3 separate regions of the Mus musculus genome follow, and all the other regions are linked to region 1. The links are chromatin contacts, called in public HiChIP or PLAC-seq and promoter capture Hi-C maps. All regions are on one chromosome and are shown on one strand. Each heading gives the region's core, a stretch centred on a gene start, on an enhancer-like site or on the middle of the called end of the contact. The rest is flanking DNA. Distances are from core to core; before and after follow the strand shown. Region 1 holds the start of Nemp1 (nuclear envelope integral membrane protein 1). Region 2 holds the start of Rdh16 (retinol dehydrogenase 16). Region 3 holds the start of Rdh9 (retinol dehydrogenase 9).

Region 1 (3,238 bases), core at 431-2,930:
GTAGCCCTGGCTGTCCTGGAACTCACTCTGTAATCCAGGCTGGCCTTGAACTCAGAGATTTGTCTGCCTCTGCCTCCCAAGTGCTGGGATTAAAGGCGTGCACGATCACGCCCGGCACTTTTTTTTTTTAAGTTATTTTATTATTTGCTTATTTGTTTCCAGGTGTAGGTAGCTCCGGTTGTCCTGGAACTCACTACGTAGACCAACCAGGCTATCTTCGAACTGGAGAGATCTGTCTCCCTTGGCCTCCCAAGTGCTGGGAGTAAAGTTCTGAGCCACTATGCCTGGCTTTTTGCTTTCCGTTTCAATCCCCAGTGTCCTGTAAAGGAAATCTCAAAGGAACTGCTGACTGTGCTTAGTATCTCCTTATGTCCTCACACCCCGAGGCCCCATTTTGACAGTTTATTCAGGTGACAGTCCTTCCAAATCCTGTTCTAGGCTTTTAGGCCCTGATCCGGAAAAGAATCTTTCCTGGACATATACTCTCTTCCCAAAAGAAGTCTCCAGTCCCTCTTGAACAATATATTTATGGGTGTTGATCTTAAAGCCACAAGTGAGAGCAAGTGACAGGCAGGCAGGAACGGAAGGGGGCAGTATGAGAGTGGATGTGTGCTTACACGCCTTGGCTGTCTTTATTCTCTGGAGTTGCTACTCCCTCCAGTGGATGTTGGCAAACATCACTTATTTTCCCGGCCACTATTTAACAAGGGAGGGAAAACACGATTTCTTATCAACTTTTAATTTTTTTTTTTTCTGGTCGGGATCACAAAATAAGTTTCTTACCTAGTCCGGAGTTGACTGTCCAGCAGAAAGTACAAAATGAATGTGCTTGAAAGAATGAATAAACTTAGGAACTACGTCCCGCTTAAGCGGATGGCCTCTTATCTTTCCTGGGCAACTGGAGTATAATGACTCCAGGTGTGTTCTCCGGAGCTATTTGGGAGGAGGATCTTAACAGGAGGCCAGTGGTGGCACACACCTTTAATCCCAGCACACAGGAGGCAGAGGCAGGTGGGTCTCTCAACTCCAGGCCGGCCCGGTCTAAGGTGTGAGTTCCAGAACAGCCAGGGGCTACCCTGAGAGACCCTGTCTTGAAAAACATTCAGGTGAACTCTATTCCACTGTACCGAGACAGATCCATCCCTGGGGTGTTTTTAGTAAACTGAATGAGTGGGGCGTTTGCTTTCTCCTGACCTATTTCAGGGCGAAACCCAGAAATCCGTTTTAACTCAGAAATTCAAGAGACCTAGCAGCACCTCGGAGCCCCTCCGTGGTTTCCCCCCTAAAGGGTGTCAACCAGCCCAGGCCTCCCTTCCTGGGGAAGGCTCAGGCCTCCGCCCGACCCGAGCTGTCCGGAGGGCGGCCCGGGACCCGTCAGTGCGGACCGTCCCTGGAGCGTCTCACTCAGCGTCCCGAGCTGCTCCGAGTAACGGGCCGCACCCTCGGGATAAGAAACCACTTTTCCACATTTAACGCCCTCGCGCCCGACCCCTGGGCAGCCGCTGCCCGGGTGGTACCTGAGCCGCAGACCACGCAGCCGGCGACGACCAAGAGCAGCCATGTGGCGCCGCCGCCGCCCCCGGCCCCCCAGCACCGGGGCCCTGGACCAACCGCCGACCACACCGACACTTTGATTCCTCCCGCCATGGATGCCTCACACCGCCTCCTCCTCGCGTGCCCCTCCTCAGCAACTGTCTCCGAACGGGCAGCGCCGGCAGCCAATCGGCTGCGAGACCCGCCCCCACCCCCACCCGTGGAGCAGGCGGGGCCTCGCGCGCTCCGCCCTCCCGCGCCCCTAGGAGCCACACCTCCTAGCAACGCCAATCCTGGCAGTGACGACAGGAAGAGCCCGCCCTTTCCCCGCAATCTGCTTCCGTCCGCGGTTTATTTACAAATGAGATTGATGGAAAGCTTACCCAATAGGAAATCAGAATGAGAGGAGGCCTCCTGGACTGCGTGTTTCCATCGAAACGTCTCTTCTAGTTTTTCTTTCCTTTCTTCCTCGGCCCTTTTATGACATGCTAGCCAGTGGCAACTCTTCACGAGTAAGGTTCTCCCGTGACCGTTTTTTAAGGTAAAATGATTGCCAGCCTGTCTCCAAAGTTCTGAAATATTTCAGCAATAAGTACAGGATTATTGTGCGTTGTCAAGGTTTTGCAGGCATAAACAACGTTTGAAAATGTAGAGATAGAGCTGAGATAGAAACTCTGACTTCGATCCCCAGCACTGCAAGAAAAAAACAAACAGAAAACAAAACACCAAAAAAAAGTATTAATTTGGCTTCGGTTTCCTTTTTTGACTGAAGATGTAGCTAAACTGTGCACAAGGCCCTCGTTTCAATCACCAACGCCACAGGAATAAACTACAAGTCCCGAGCATTTCTGGTTTTGAAACGAAACAAGTGATAATTAAGACAGCTTATCCTCTCCATTTGGGAAAAAAAAAAAAAAAAGCCAAGGCTAAGAGAGAGAGAAAAAACACAAAGTAGGTTCTGAGCTCAAATCTAAGTTCTTTCTGTGGCTTAGGTGCCTCCCAGTACTTGCAGTCCAGGCACTGTGTGTGTAGCACTTACAGAAATTGAAAATTGAAGCACCTTTTTTTTTTTTTTTTTTTTTTTTTTTTGGTTTTTTGAGACAGGGTTTCTCTGTGTATCCCTGACTGTCCTGGAACTCACTCTGTAGACCATGGCCTTGAACCCATAAATCTGCCTGCCTCTGCCTCCCAAGTGCTGGGATTAAAGGCGTGCTTGTAATCCCATCACTTGGGAAGTTGAGAATGAAGGCTTGCTGAGAATTGAAGAGTAGCCAGGATTATAGAGTTTGAACCGTGAGAACCTGTATGTGTGTGTATATACATACATATATATACACACACACACACACATATATATACATATACATATATATATACACATACATACACACACACATATATATACACACACTTGTGTGTAGACACATGTATACATGTATATGCACATTTATACACACATATAGATGGCTTATTGCGATGGCTCGGTTGTGTAAACCTAGAACTCATATGACAGGAGAAAACCAACTTCTGCTCCCACAGGACCTCCATACTGACTCTGTGGCACACAATACCCCCCACACAATTAATGGATCGATTGATAAAAAAAAAAAAAAAAAAAAAAAAAAACTTTTAATGTCAAGGTTAACAGGAGGCGTGTTGGTCCATATCTGTTAACTCCAGCATTCAAAACACTCAGGTCAGAGGA
Region 2 (3,238 bases), core at 273-2,772, 120 kb before region 1:
AGAAAGGGAAATACAATCTAAATGTTTGCATGAAAAAAATCTAATAAAAATATATACAGTAGATTTTTGATCCTGGGATCCCAAAATACACATGCTTGCGGACTCGGGATGGACTAGAAGTATCTTAAGACAGTTCTTGGGACAATGGAACGAGCTGAGTGTGGTGACACCATCTGCTGATGCCAACAGGAAGGAGCTGAGAAACGTCCATCAGATGGTGACCAGGTCCATATCTAGAGCTCTGCCTCAAACTCAGGAGCCAGAGGAACACAAAGGGAACAAACAATACCCAGTGCCAAGGCCTGCTAAATGCAGTGGGGCGTGGATAAGGGTCAAGTTATTTTAATTCATTCTATATTATTGCTGAAAAATGTTCTTTAAGTGGTAATGTTGCTTGCCTTCTTAAACTGGAAAGAATGCATATACATTATACATACAAGTCAAAGGGTTAACTACTTTGTATCCACTGAATAGCAAATTGTATGCTAATTGTAGTTTGACATGTCTAGAGTTTTGAATAATAACTGTTTTCCTTTCATTTTTTAAATAAATTTATTGTTTAAAACAAATGCTGGAGAGAGAAAAAGGGAGAAACAGATGGAAAAGCAAGTTAGTGTGTGTGTGTGTGTGTGTGTGTGTGTGTGTGTGTGTGTGTTTTCTAGGTGAAAGAGAGACCACTTCCTACCTTTTTCTGTCCTAAGTTTTCCTTGACTTTGGGCTTAAGCACGGCAATGATTATGGCTCTCCCTGCCATGGTGCACAGGTAGTGCATGAGAACATGTTCCAGAACTGGGAGAGCAGGTGCACGCTGGCACATGACCTTCACAGAGACCAGGTCCCAGGAGCCCAGGGCTCTCCTCCCTCCTCACAGTCTCTATCCTAGGACTCAGCAGCCAACAATCCTGTCTTTCTACATACAAAGTCAAAGAGGACAGATAACAATTGCAAATGAAATCTTCCCAAGGCACCAGTTGGCTAAGAACACACAGCTTAGAGGATTAAGTTTCTAAGTAACATGAAATACTGATGTGCTAGAGAGGGGCAGAGTCTGCAGTTACACCAACTCCACCCTGACCCCCACCAGGAATTGTTTCAAGACTACACAGGCCTTCCCTTCACACACATAGAGAACACCAACAGCACCAACAGGACTCTCATTGGTACCTCTGTTCCCAACATGCTCCTTCACCCACTGAGTGGCTGTCACAATACTCTCTGTCTTGGTGACATCCAGGATCACTGTCTCCAGCCTGTCAGATGTCTTGTTCCTCAGCTCCTCGGCTCCCTTCTCCGTCAGACATGCAGCCAGCACCCTCATGCCTCTCCTGTCCAGCTGTCTGGCCAGCAGGGTCCCAAAGCCAGAGTCACAGCCCGTGATGAAGACATATTTGTCTTGGAGATGGCTCACCACCTGCCTCACCCTGAAGAAGCGCAGAAGCGTCCACAGGCCCACCAGTGCCACCAGGTAGAGCCACATGGCTTGTAGAAGTCAAGCAGAGAGAGAGATACTCTGTGTCAAAATGAGCCTGGCCTCTGCTCACACAGGAAGGTGTAGACATCCAGGACTCCACCCTGCTGACGTACAGGCCTCTGCATTTTTTATAATTTTTGCTGCGCCGTGACTCTGGACTTTAACAGGCTTTGGGGCAAAAGTCATACAATGTTCTTTGACTTTATTTATCCATGCCAAGAAAAACACCTCTGATATTCAACAACACGGATATATTCTCTTATAATCCTTGCTTCCTGGAATCAGGTCAGAATACATGTTTGGTTCATTACACAGGGCCCACAATCCAGTCCCAGACTCACCTTGTGTCTCTGCATATTGCACTCTGGAACCACAAAGCAGGACCTTTTGAACAGAATCAAAATCTATTGGTAACCTGTACTTGGACTTAGGACAGCTTACAGGAGAGGACAGGAAGAGCTGGTGCCCTCCTAATACAGCAAGTTATGGAACATAGAAGGGCCAGCCCGAAACATGATAAATTGACCTCAAAGGAATACAAGGTGATGGGACTGGGACCCCAGACAAATCAGGACTCCCAGACCTGAATTGGGAAAGGAAATGACTTTAGATCTCAAGTGGCCCTTCTCCTGGCTACCTGCTTTAAAGCAGATATGAGTACAGATTCTTTTTGAGTTGTGATCTCCATTTGTGTCCTTGGCTTACAAAAGCCAGGAATTCTTGATTATTTTCTACAGAACCTCTAGAGTAGTGTGTGGAGCTTTGCATATGGCTCCTGGTTTTGAGAAATACCTGAATGACTCTCAGATTTCAGCTCAAAATAAACCTGATGCCTTCCTTCAGGAATGATGTCACAGTTCCCTTACCTGGCACTTCCACCACTTTCTGTCCCAACCAGTAAGGAATCAAGCTGTCCTTGTGCTCTCAAGAACCATGGTTCTATCAGGAAGAGGTGCAATAAGGGATTTATTACAGTTCTGCCTTAAGGTCTGGGCCTTGGTTATCAGTGGGTTATCTGTGTATCTGGAGCTGGGCCATTCTCCCTCCAAGCAGGCAGCTGCCCCTGCATCTGCTCTGCATTTGCCCTGCTGTTCCTTCTCTCCTGCGCCTGATTCTGTTTAACTTATGGCTGATATTACTTGTCATCCTGCCTCCACTTCTGTCTCTGCTCCTGCTTGTGCAGAAACTAATAGGACATCCTTCATGTGGCTATTAGCACACATGTCCCCAGAATCCTAGCTTTGAACTGCATCTTGTAAAATGTAGTACTAGGCTTTCTTGACCAAAGTTTTGTGCAGATATTGGTGCTTTGGATCTTGTCTCGCTTCAACAGTGAGTACACTAGAGCACTCCTTCTATGGACATTTTCCAATCTTCTCTCCTACAGTTCTTTCCTTATCAACCCTGATAGTGATGGACACTCTTGTTGGATCAAGGTCTTCTGGAAAATAGGAGGATCTAGATAGGACCCTGGAATTTTTGGGTAAAGTCAGAGAGAATAGGAAAGTGGATGTGGGTCTGTTGCAGGAGCCACAGGGCTGAAGAGAAAGTCTCAGGACACCTCGTTGATTCATGGAGGTTCCCTCAGTCCATCCATCCATCCTGAGATTCTCACACAAGCCAAAGGACAGTGCCAAGCTGTTCCTCTTCTCTGTCCTGAGGAGGGTGGGCTGATCCCATTCCTGGCCAGACCATGTGAATATTTAACAAGGCAGCTCTTCTGATCTCTGGGCTGTTCTGATCTGCTGAGGCAGATGGAAACAGAAC
Region 3 (3,238 bases), core at 385-2,884, 99 kb before region 1:
CAACTGGCGGTTATCATGTAGAAGAATGCGAATTGATCCATTTCTATCTCCTTGTACTAAGGTCAAATCTAAGTAGATTGAGGAACTCCACATAAAACCAGAGACACTGAAACTTATAGAGGAGAAAGTAGGGAAAAGCCTCGAAGATATGGGTACAGGGGGAAAATTCCTGAATAGAACAGCAATGGTTTGTGCTGTAACATCGAGAATCGATAAATGGGACCTCATAAAATTGCAAAGCTTCTGCAAAGCAAAAGACACTGTCAATAAGACAAAAAAGACCACCAACAGATTGGAAAAGGATCTTTACCTATCCCAAATTGGATAGGGGACTAATATCCAATATATATAAAGAACTCAAGAAGGTGGACTCCAGAAAATCAAATAACCCCATTAAAAAATGGGGCTAAGAGCTGAACAAAGAATTCTCACCTGAGGAATACCGAATGGCAGAGAAGCACCTGAAAAAATGTTCAACATCCTTAATCATCAGGGAAATGCAAATCAAAACAACCCTGAGATTCCACTTCACTCCAGTCAGAATGGCTAAGATCAAAAACTCAGGTGACAGCAGATGCTGGCGAGGATGTGGAGAAAGAGGAACACTCCTCCATTGTTGATGGGATTGCAAGCTTGTACAACCACTCTGGAAATCAGTCTGGCGGTTCCTCAGAAAATTGGACATAGTACTACCGGAGGATCCCGCAATACCTCTCCTGGGCATATATCCAGAAGATGTCCCAACCGGTAAGAAGGACACATGCTCCACTATGTTCATAGCAGCCTTATTTATAATAGCCAGAAGCTGGAAAGAACCCAGATGCCCCTCAACAGAGGAATGGATACAGAAAATGTGGTACATTTACACAATGGAGTACTACTCAGCTATTAAAAAGAATGAATTTATGAAATTCCTAGGCAAATGGATGGACCTGGAGGGCATCATCCTGAGTGAGGTAACCCAATCACAAAGGAACTCACACAATATGTACTCACTGATAAGTGGATATTAGCCCAAAACTTAGGATACCCAAGATATAAGATACAATTTGCTAAGAACACACAGCTTGGAGGACTCAGTGTAGAGGTAAGAGGACAGACTGATGTGCTAGAGAGGGGCAGAATCTGCAGTTACACCAACTCCACCCTGACTCCCACCAGGAATCTTTCCAGGACTACACAGGCCTTCCCTTCACACAAAGACAGAAAACGAACAGCACAGACAGGACTCTCAGTGGTACCTCTGTTCCCAACACGCTCCTTCACCCACTGAGTGGCTGTCACAATACTCTCTGTCTTGGTGACATCCAGGATCACTGTCTCCAGCCTGTCAGATGTCTTGTTCCTCAGCTCCTCGGCTCCCTTCTCCGTCAGACATGCAGCCAACACTCTCATGCCTCTCCTGTCCAGCTGTCTGGCCAGCAGGTTCCCAAAGCCAGAGTCACAGCCCGTGATGAAGACATACTTGTCTTGGAGATAGCTCACCACCTGCCTCTCCCTGAAGAAGCACAGGAGAGTCCAAAGGCCCACCAGTGCCACTAGAAAGAGCCACATAGTTTGTAGAAGCCAAGCAGAGAGAGAGATACTCGGTGTCAAAATGAGCCTGGCCTCTGCTCACACAGGAAGGTGTAGGCATTGACGATTCCAGGCTTCTGATGTGAAGTCCTCTGCATCCCTATAACTATTGGTGACTCAGTCTCTGGTCATTGACCTGTTCTGATCAAAAGACATATAATGCCCTTTGCCTCTCCCTATCTCACTGCCAAGGAAAACATCACTGATGTTCAGTGACACATATTTATTATCTTATGATCTTTGCTTCCTGGACTCACGTGGGAATATATGTGTGTGTCATTACACATAGCCCATGGTCCAGTTCCAGACTTTGCAACTTGCACTCTGGAACCACAAACCAGGACATTGTGAGCATAATGAGAAACTATTGGTAACCTATGCTTGGACTCAGGACAACTTACAGGAGAGGACAGAGAGAGTTGGTGCCTTCCTAATACAGCAGCTCCTGGGAAGGTAGAGGAAGGGCCAGCCCCAAACATGGAAAGCTGACCTCAAAGGAACACTAGGTGGTGGGGCTGGGACCCCAAACACATCAGGACTCCCAGAGTAGATATGAGGAAGGAAAAGACTTTCCCTCTCAAGTGGCCCTTCTCCTGGCTGCCTGAATTCAAGCAGACATGAGCACATTTTCTTGAGTTGTGACCTCTATGACTGCCCCTGTCTCACCTGAGTCAGGATTTCTTACTTAATTTCCCAGCAAGCCTTGCTCAGAACCTCTAGAGTAGTTTGTAGGGCTTTACATACGGCTCCTGCTCTGGGGAATGTCTGACTGACTCTCTGATTTCAGCTCAAAAATAAGCCTGGTGTCCTTCAGGAATGATGTCACCATTCCCTTACCTGGCACTTCCACAACTTTCTGTGCCAACCAGTAAGGATTCAGACTGTCCTTGTGCTCTCAGGAACCATGTTTCTATCAGGAAGTGCCCCAATACAGGTTAGATTACAGCTCTGCACTAAGGTCTGGGCCTTCTTTATCAGTGTTGACTGAACTGTGAATCTGAAGCTGGGCCACTGTCCTTCCAATGGGCAGCTGCCCCTGGGACTGCTCTGCATTTGCCCTGCTCTTCCTTCTCCACTGTGCCTGGACCTGTATGATGTAGTGCTGCTACTCCTTGTCCTCCTGGCTGCAATCTTGTCCCTCCTCCTTCTCCTGCAGAAGATACTAGGACATTCTTTATGTGACTCTTAGCACCTGTCTTAGTTAGGGTTTCTATTCCTGAACAAAACATCATGACCAGGATGCAAGTTGGGGAGGAAAGGGTTTATTCAGCTTACACTTTCCACATTGCTGATGATCACCAAAGGATGCAGGACTGGAACTCAACCAGGTAAGGGAGCAGGAGCTGATGCCAAGACCATGGACGGATGTTTCTTACTGCCTTGCTTTCCCTGGCTTTCTCAGCTTGCTCTCTCATAGAACCCTAGACTACCAGGGATGGCACCATCCACAATGGGTCCTTCCCCTCTGATCACCAACTGAGAAAATGCCCCACAGCTGGATCTCATGGGGGCACTTCCCCAACCGAACCTCCTTTCTCTGTGATAACTCTATCTTGTTGACACACAAAACCAGCCAGTACAATTGATCCCTTGCCAACTTGACATACAAACACATCACTATTAAGCCTCAACCCTTACTTTCCTAATTATCCCCAAGATCTAA

What was found. HiChIP or PLAC-seq counts read pairs in DNA pulled down with a chosen protein or histone mark. Capture Hi-C pulls out chosen DNA fragments and counts their contacts.
Region 2: a promoter capture Hi-C map of adipose tissue shows a contact between it and region 1. The contact joins the promoter of Rdh16 here to the promoter of Nemp1 in region 1. A contact is called at or near these places in 6 of 39 promoter capture datasets (the 3T3-L1 cell line, cranial neural crest, embryonic stem cells and 2 more), 1 of 115 datasets of contacts at active chromatin or transcription factors (pancreatic cancer cells) and 2 of 9 other capture datasets (adipose tissue and pancreatic islet).
Region 3: an H3K4me3 HiChIP or PLAC-seq map of intestinal crypt epithelium shows a contact between it and region 1, with 6 read pairs. The contact joins the promoter of Rdh9 here to the promoter of Nemp1 in region 1. A contact is called at or near these places in 1 of 15 datasets of contacts at CTCF or cohesin (the NIH/3T3 cell line), 4 of 115 datasets of contacts at active chromatin or transcription factors (embryonic stem cells, intestinal crypt epithelium, intestinal villus epithelium and 1 more) and 1 of 9 other capture datasets (adipose tissue).

What each region holds. Positions count from the first base shown.
Region 1 is chr10:127,675,507-127,678,744 of GRCm38.p6, reverse strand. Nemp1 (nuclear envelope integral membrane protein 1) reads right to left here and starts at 1,680. Exons shown (of 9, transcript NM_001113211.1): 1 at 1,518-1,680. The coding sequence starts at 1,647. Gm16230 (a long non-coding RNA gene) reads left to right here and starts at 1,986. Exons shown (of 4, transcript XR_872178.1): 1 at 1,986-2,074.
Region 2 is chr10:127,799,437-127,802,674 of GRCm38.p6, reverse strand. Rdh16 (retinol dehydrogenase 16) reads right to left here and starts at 1,522. Exons shown (of 4, transcript NM_009040.3): 1 at 1,165-1,522. The coding sequence starts at 1,477.
Region 3 is chr10:127,774,801-127,778,038 of GRCm38.p6, reverse strand. It overlaps Rdh9 (retinol dehydrogenase 9), which reads right to left and starts at 1,634. Exons shown (of 4, transcript NM_153133.2): 1 at 1,242-1,634. The coding sequence starts at 1,554.